2 separate regions of the Mus musculus genome follow, and region 1 is linked to region 2. A link is a contact called in public HiChIP or PLAC-seq data. All regions are on one chromosome and are shown on one strand. Each heading gives the region's core, a stretch centred on a gene start, on an enhancer-like site or on the middle of the called end of the contact. The rest is flanking DNA. Distances are from core to core; before and after follow the strand shown.

The links. HiChIP or PLAC-seq counts read pairs in DNA pulled down with a chosen protein or histone mark.
Region 1: an H3K4me3 HiChIP or PLAC-seq map of bone marrow-derived macrophages shows a contact between it and region 2, with 4 times the contacts expected there. The contact joins two enhancer-like sites. A contact is called at or near these places in 2 of 39 promoter capture datasets (embryonic stem cells and liver), 1 of 484 Hi-C or Micro-C datasets (embryonic stem cells) and 2 of 115 datasets of contacts at active chromatin or transcription factors (CD8 T cells and bone marrow-derived macrophages).

What each region holds. Positions count from the first base shown.
Region 1 is chr14:105,813,974-105,817,101 of GRCm38.p6, forward strand. No RefSeq gene overlaps it. Among named protein-coding and RNA genes, the nearest start is that of Gm41239, 7.3 kb to the right of the region's middle. Within about 2 kb of position 1,493, at least 62 of the 459 cell types and tissues checked have an H3K27ac peak or open chromatin away from gene starts, as enhancers often do. A contact at or near this core is called in bone marrow-derived macrophages, where this site is marked.
Region 2 is chr14:105,691,774-105,695,229 of GRCm38.p6, forward strand. The region is part of intron 1 of Gm35967 (a long non-coding RNA gene); the gene reads right to left. Among named protein-coding and RNA genes, the nearest start is that of Gm35967, 35 kb to the right of the region's middle. Within about 2 kb of position 2,113, at least 12 of the 459 cell types and tissues checked have an H3K27ac peak or open chromatin away from gene starts, as enhancers often do. A contact at or near this core is called in bone marrow-derived macrophages, where this site is marked.

The DNA.
Region 1 (3,128 bases), core at 243-2,742, 120 kb after region 2:
ACCAACTTCTGACTTAGCTAGTTTTCCATAGCTTTGACAAAACATTATGATCAAGGCAACCTATATGAACAAGTGTTTAATTGGGCTAATGATTTCTAGAGGGCTAGAATTTGATGGCAGAGCAAGGCATGATGTAAGCATAGCTGAGACCACATATCTAGATCTACAAGCAGGAAAGAGAGAGGCACACTGGGAATGGCACAAGTCTTTTGGAACCTCAAGACTTTTTCCCAGTGACATAGCTCCTCTAAGGAGGCCAAACCTGCTAATCCTCCCGGAACCGTTCCACCAAGAGAGAATCAAGTCTCCAAGCATATGAGCTTACAAATGCCATGCTTACCCAAGCCAGCACCACCAGTATTCCAGAGTTTGGTTAATGTAACTAGTTTACCTACCCATATTAATGTCTATTTTATAATTTAAATTCATTCAGCTGAACATGTATCCCAATATCTGAGTGTTTCTAGATGAACATTCCTCATAAGACTTATGGCAGAAAAAAAAATGGCAAAACAAACAAGATTTGCAGTTAATGGAAATAAGATTTTCAAAGACTTAAATAGTAACTGTTTATGTGCATATTAGAAAAAAATCTGTGAGAGAGGAATTTATAGTCTGTAGTTTCACTACTGTGAATATTCATAGCTATAATCTGATAGAGTTTTAAAACATTCACACCGGAATCACAGGTGTGTTTATAAAGTCATTAGAGGCAAAATAATGGAATATTTAAGCTAAAACTGAAGCGTCTATCATTATCTTATTTTTATCTAACACAAGTTCATGGCTTTTAAAAATGATAATTTTTAGTATTTAATGTTTAAATCTGAGATACTCATAAACATGGTGGAAATATTCTCATTAAACATTATAATGTAGTTTAAAGATTTAGAATAGAATACTTTGATTAAAGAGACAATACTTGTGCTAGTTTTACTTAAAGGAAAAGTTGTGTTTAAGATGATACCACGTTCCGTTAAAGGGCTCAAGAACTCAGCTGGATTTTGTCAGGAATATTAGCTTTTCCCACAGGTATTCGGGCCGTTTGCACATCACATTTGTTTAAAATTGTTGTTTAAATATAAGTTATTAAATCATAGGATGAGATGAAGGCATCAAATGTGGTTCTACATATTTTGGGGAGGAAGAACAGTAGAAATTGGGTATAGGTTTTTACCTACTGTCTGAAAAGGCAATGGAATTATGTTATCTTTTAAGTGAATGTGTGTGCATTAGTTCTCTCTCTCTTTCTCTCTCTCTGTCACACACACACACACACACACACACACACACACACACACACACACACAGTGGAGTTAAAAGAGAGAAAAAAAGAGTAAAAGTTCACTGTAACCTGGTGATTTATTGGGGAAGGCTCAGCAAGCTCACATAAAAACTGAAGCGGGGAAGTGGTCGGACATTGGGTCAAATCCCCATTCACATGTTGCGTAATAAAGGGCTGACTGCACCCTTTCAGGCTTGCCTCTACTCAGAGACAATGGCAACTGCAGAGCAAGACTAATAACAGGATTTAGCATAAATCCACCACAGGAAGTGAACAGTGGTAGTGGCAAATAATTAGCCAGGAAACATTCTACAGGAGCGCCGGGACGCATCCGTGAACTCTCCGACTCTCAGTCCGCTTCGGATCATGAAAATATCAGTAGTTCTCAGCGATCGTTAATTTTTGGGTGTTTGTTGTAAGATGGCTTTTCCCCCCACCCCCACCCCCCTTTTTTTTTTCTTTTCACAAGCGGGCCTGATTTTTCGTGTCCTAATTTAGCAGCCACAGCCCAGGGGTTTGGAGGCTCAAGGGAGGGGTTTAGAACGTTCTCTTTTTCTCTCCTGCCGATGCTTTTTTTTTTTTTTATTGCAAGGTGGATAGTGTTTATTTTGCACGGCTAACAAGTGAGTTCAAAGCAATAACACTCCTCTTGAACTCCTGCCAGAATCCCGGAGCTGAAGCTCCCCTGCGTGGCAGAGCTGACCTATGCTCTCAAAGCCTAATTAATTTGCAGAGGAATGTCAAAATGACAGGTCCACCACCTGCTTCACTTGACACTTAAAAGGAAAGCTAAGTGGGAGTGTAAAAGGAAGGAGAGGTGTCCAAAGCAGCTCTCCTGTGCATGCCCTGATTTCTGAGACCCTGAAGCACGTTGCTGGGAGTCTCCATTTCCACATTCTGAGCTCTTCATTTCTGTCCGTGTTTGAAAAAGTGCTAGTAAATGGTCACGCCATTGTATTAGGGCCAATGCTGCCACTGGACGTGGCTTTGAAGTTCTTTCTGTCAAATACCTATCTGATTTTGTCATCTCAGAGCAGCCAGCAGAGACTCTTGTTTTCTCCTTTTAACTCCTTAAAACCCACTTTCTCCAAAGCCAAGAGAACAGGCATGAACTGTGGCTGGAGACCAACTGTCATATCAAAATCCTAAACTGAACGTTAAAAACTATAATTCTGGACATTCAGTCCAGCTCATCTGAGAGGTATCTCTGTTATATGAAGTCACAAAATCAGGAAAGAGCAGATGAAGGTCTCCAGCGTCGTATCGACTGATTTCATAATACAGTAATGAGGGTTTTTTTTTAAGACTTCTAATAAAAACATAACTCTGGAGCTGGGCGTGGTGGCCTACAGTCTTAATCCCAGCACTTGGGGAGCTGAGGCAGTATGAAGTGGGGGGGTCAGAATACCAAGCTTTAGTTCAGCTTGAGCCACCTAGCAGGATCCTGTCTCAAAATAATAACCCACTTATTAATTACTTAGGTGACATTGGTATATTGCTCTCAGTAAGTCACCCACAAGTCAGATTCCCAGGCCTTGACCTTAGATCTTTAATATTGCTCCCAACCTTGCTGTGTCTTACGTAAGTTAACTCCTTCAGACTCTGGTGAACAGAAATCTTATCTTCAAACACTGTCTGTCTTTTATGCATTTTGAGTATATATATGTGTGTGTGTGTGTGTGTGTGTATGTATGTATGTATGTACACATACACACACACACACACACACACACACATATATATATATATATATATATATATATATATATATATATATATATATAAAATGTTACTCTTCAACACTGAAGTCCATAATTCAACATACTATTGGCTATTAAAAGGA
Region 2 (3,456 bases), core at 863-3,362:
TTGACCACAAAAGCAAACCCAGCAACTGTTAAAAACACTTGGCTTGCCAGTGTCATACAGCACAGGCCTGGAGAGCACACCTGAGACAACCCCTAGACACTAGGAGTCCCCACACCTGAGACAACCCCTAAAAATGAGGAGTCACCAAGTTCGATCAATAAGATGAACAGGCAAGTGGTAGAGATGTGGAAGAGAAAGAAAAGCGGAATGGTGTGTATTCAATGAAAAGAAGTAGAAGTGAAGACTTGAGGGTAGAAAGGTATGCCCTGATGTGGGCAGCCAGTGATGCCACCCGAAGCTATGGTGAGATCTTGGCATGTGTTGCTACCATGGACCACGCCTGGGCCAATGGCTCTGCAGCAGTAAAGGTCTGTTACCACCAAAAGCCATGCAAACATCCCTGGTCTCGACTGCTCCATCGAAACTTGTTGATGTTTGATGGCTGCATAGAACTGGCCCGCTCCTCACCAGTTGCAGCACTCTGGAGACCTGGCCCTACCCCTTGCCTAGACATTGTGGGTGAGCTGGCTCTAAGGGCATGAGAACAAGAGAGCTGGCCCAACTCTTCACCACCTACAGCACTCAGGAGAGCAGACCCTGTCCCTTGCCAGCTGTAGCACTGGGTTTGCTAGGCAGGACAGTGTTGGAAAGCTCACACTGGTGGTGTGAGTGAAGTAGAGCTGTCAGGCTAGCCAACTCAGCTACTATCTAGGACTTTGAATTGGCCTAACCAACATTACCCCATGTGTGACATTCTGGAGCATGTGAAGGGGCCCATCCTATAGATCCAAAGCTGTAAAATCTCCACAACACAGAGCCACAACAGACTATCCAAGGTGAGTCCCAGCAAGGATCCAGTACTGAGAGGGTAGCAGAAGCCAGGAACCTTGAACTAAATGGCTCAAGAAAAGCTGTTTAGGCAAAAGAGATAATCTCTGGCACACTGTGACACACTATATCTTCCCCAATGAGATTTTTTTTTAACTTAGTTTTCTTTTGGGGAGAGGTTGCAAGAGGTTGCATATGGAGGGTCAGGGAGATGAGGGGGACTGGGGTGTATGTTGTGAAATTACAAAAATAAAAATCAATTAAATATTTTAAAAACTAATCTCAGCCACTAGAAACCTGCCATCTGAATTCTAATACTATTAGTTTTTGAAACTAAGCTCATACCAAGACCATACAAACATCTAGCACTTCTATGTCTTCCTGAGGCAATTATTGAAAGTACTCTCCTTCTTAGTTATAGTATGTTTTCAGGAGCTGGGGTAGATTCAGGTACTCATAACTATGCAAGATTGAGAGGTACCAATCTCTGTTGCCACGACCTGAACATTGTCCCTGTACTATTCCTAAGTGGTCATGAATCTAACTATCCACCAAGATCAGTCTAGATCAGGATTTGCTCATTCATTCAAGAACTACTCAGTACTCTCTATGTTTATGTATGAGGCACAACTCAAGCTCTTGGGACTATTGTGAAGGATAAGATCTCAAAGGAGTTGGGGAGGGGAAATTAATCAATATATTTTATAGAAAATATCTATTGTCAATAAAAGAAAAATAATGGAAAATTTAAAAACATTTAATACATTTTTGAAAGAACACATTAAAAACAACAACAACAACATTGTTTTCAACATCTGTACATATTATACCCAAAATAAAACAGGGCAGATAAATTTTGACCTGTGTGGGTACTAAGTGGAGACAAGCTATCTGATTCAGTTGATCTGGGCCTAGTTAGTTTTTTGAGGAGCTACCTACAGGGCTGAGAGCAGGCAAAGAACTGCTCATACCTACAAGGAGCTCTCTCATGAATGAGGAAAGATGTGTTAGGTAGAGGCAAACCATGAAGGTTCTCCCAACTCGGGAGCTCAGATTTATGAGATTGAGCCTACAGCTCTTCTAGTTACCATTCCTTTGGTCTTCGTTTCCTCATCTCTACTTTCTCATCTGTAAAGCAGGGGAAGAGGAGTAAGCATATAGCAACCTTGAAGTGCCTTTGCATTTGATATAGAGGTGTCTGGTTGACATATAAATATCTGTACTAGCATGCCAACTTGTAAAGGAAAGGTTGAATCAGAAGATGTAATGACCACATGGCGTTTTGAGGTTTGGAGAAGGAAGTTGTTACGCAGTGGAAGGAGCAGACAGACATGTTGCTTAGAAACAGCTGAAGCTGCTTGGGTAACTTAAAAGAGACAAGAGAAGAGAGGTCCTAGTGGGGAACAATCCCCAAACTCAGTGCTGAGGACAATAGTTCATTATCAGCTCGAAGATTTGGGAGATTAATGAGCCAAACTGGGAGTTCTTGGATCATTGCAGTGAGACGGTAGCTGGATCTAGACACCCCCTGAAGATGTCTTCTGTCATGTTTTGGTTCCTAAGATGGAATGCCTTGAGCAGGCAGAGGCTAGTTACGCTTCTCTGTCTGCATAAGACCTCTTATCATGACTAGCTTGGACTCTCATAAATGTAGGTCCCATGTGGTCAGAATTTTTCCCAGTGACTTCCCTTAGAATGAGACAGAAAATGTAAAGTCTGCCTCCTATCAAGCCAGAACTTCAGACCCAGCTCTCTGAGAGCCCCGGCATTGGCCAGAGATGGCATCAATGTGTCCCAGTTCACACTCAGGCTTTGACAGAACAATGGTCAAAGGGATGTGGAGGGTTTTAATCGGTTCAAAGATGGTTCAAAGGTACCATTCTGGAGGGAAAGAAAGTGCTTGTACAACAGTCTGTCACACATCGCTTAGTCAAATTAGTACTTTATCTGAATCTATTTAGATTTTTCTGTTAGAATTATTTTATGTGTAAGAGTGTTTACCTGCATGCATGCATGCACACCTTGTGTAAGCCTGGTGCCTGAGGAGGCCAGAAAAGGACATCAGACCCACTGGATGGTTTTGTGAACAAAAATCCCACCCATGTTTAGAGCTACCTTGTTAAATGGAAGGATTCCTATGTGTCAGTCTCCAGAAAAAAAATGGAATAAGTGCCTAGGATGAGCAACATGTTGCTTTCTTCATCTTTAAAAAAAAAACCAGTCATGTTATCTTGGCATAGTAGAACACTCCTCTAATCACAGCACTTGGGAGGCAAAGATCGGTGCATCCTCTGTGAGTTCAAGACCAGCCTGGTCTACATAGTGAGTTCCAACCTAGTAAAGAATACATAGAGAAACGCTGTCTCAAAAAAAAAAAAAAAAAAAGTCATGTGCCTCAAAAATTGTTTATTTCTTTATAGTCATTTTCAAAAGTAGTGTATTTGCCTCTGTATCTCCCTTGTGCCATCTCATGGATATCTAAGTACTTATATTTTACTGCTCTCCAGGATGTGCAAAGTACAGAAAATTAGGTTTTAGGACAAGATTAGTTGCCAGAGATTGCTCAAGCAGTGATGAGTCAGAAGTCATATGACATTCCTGAACCAAATACTTCATATCATAGAGACA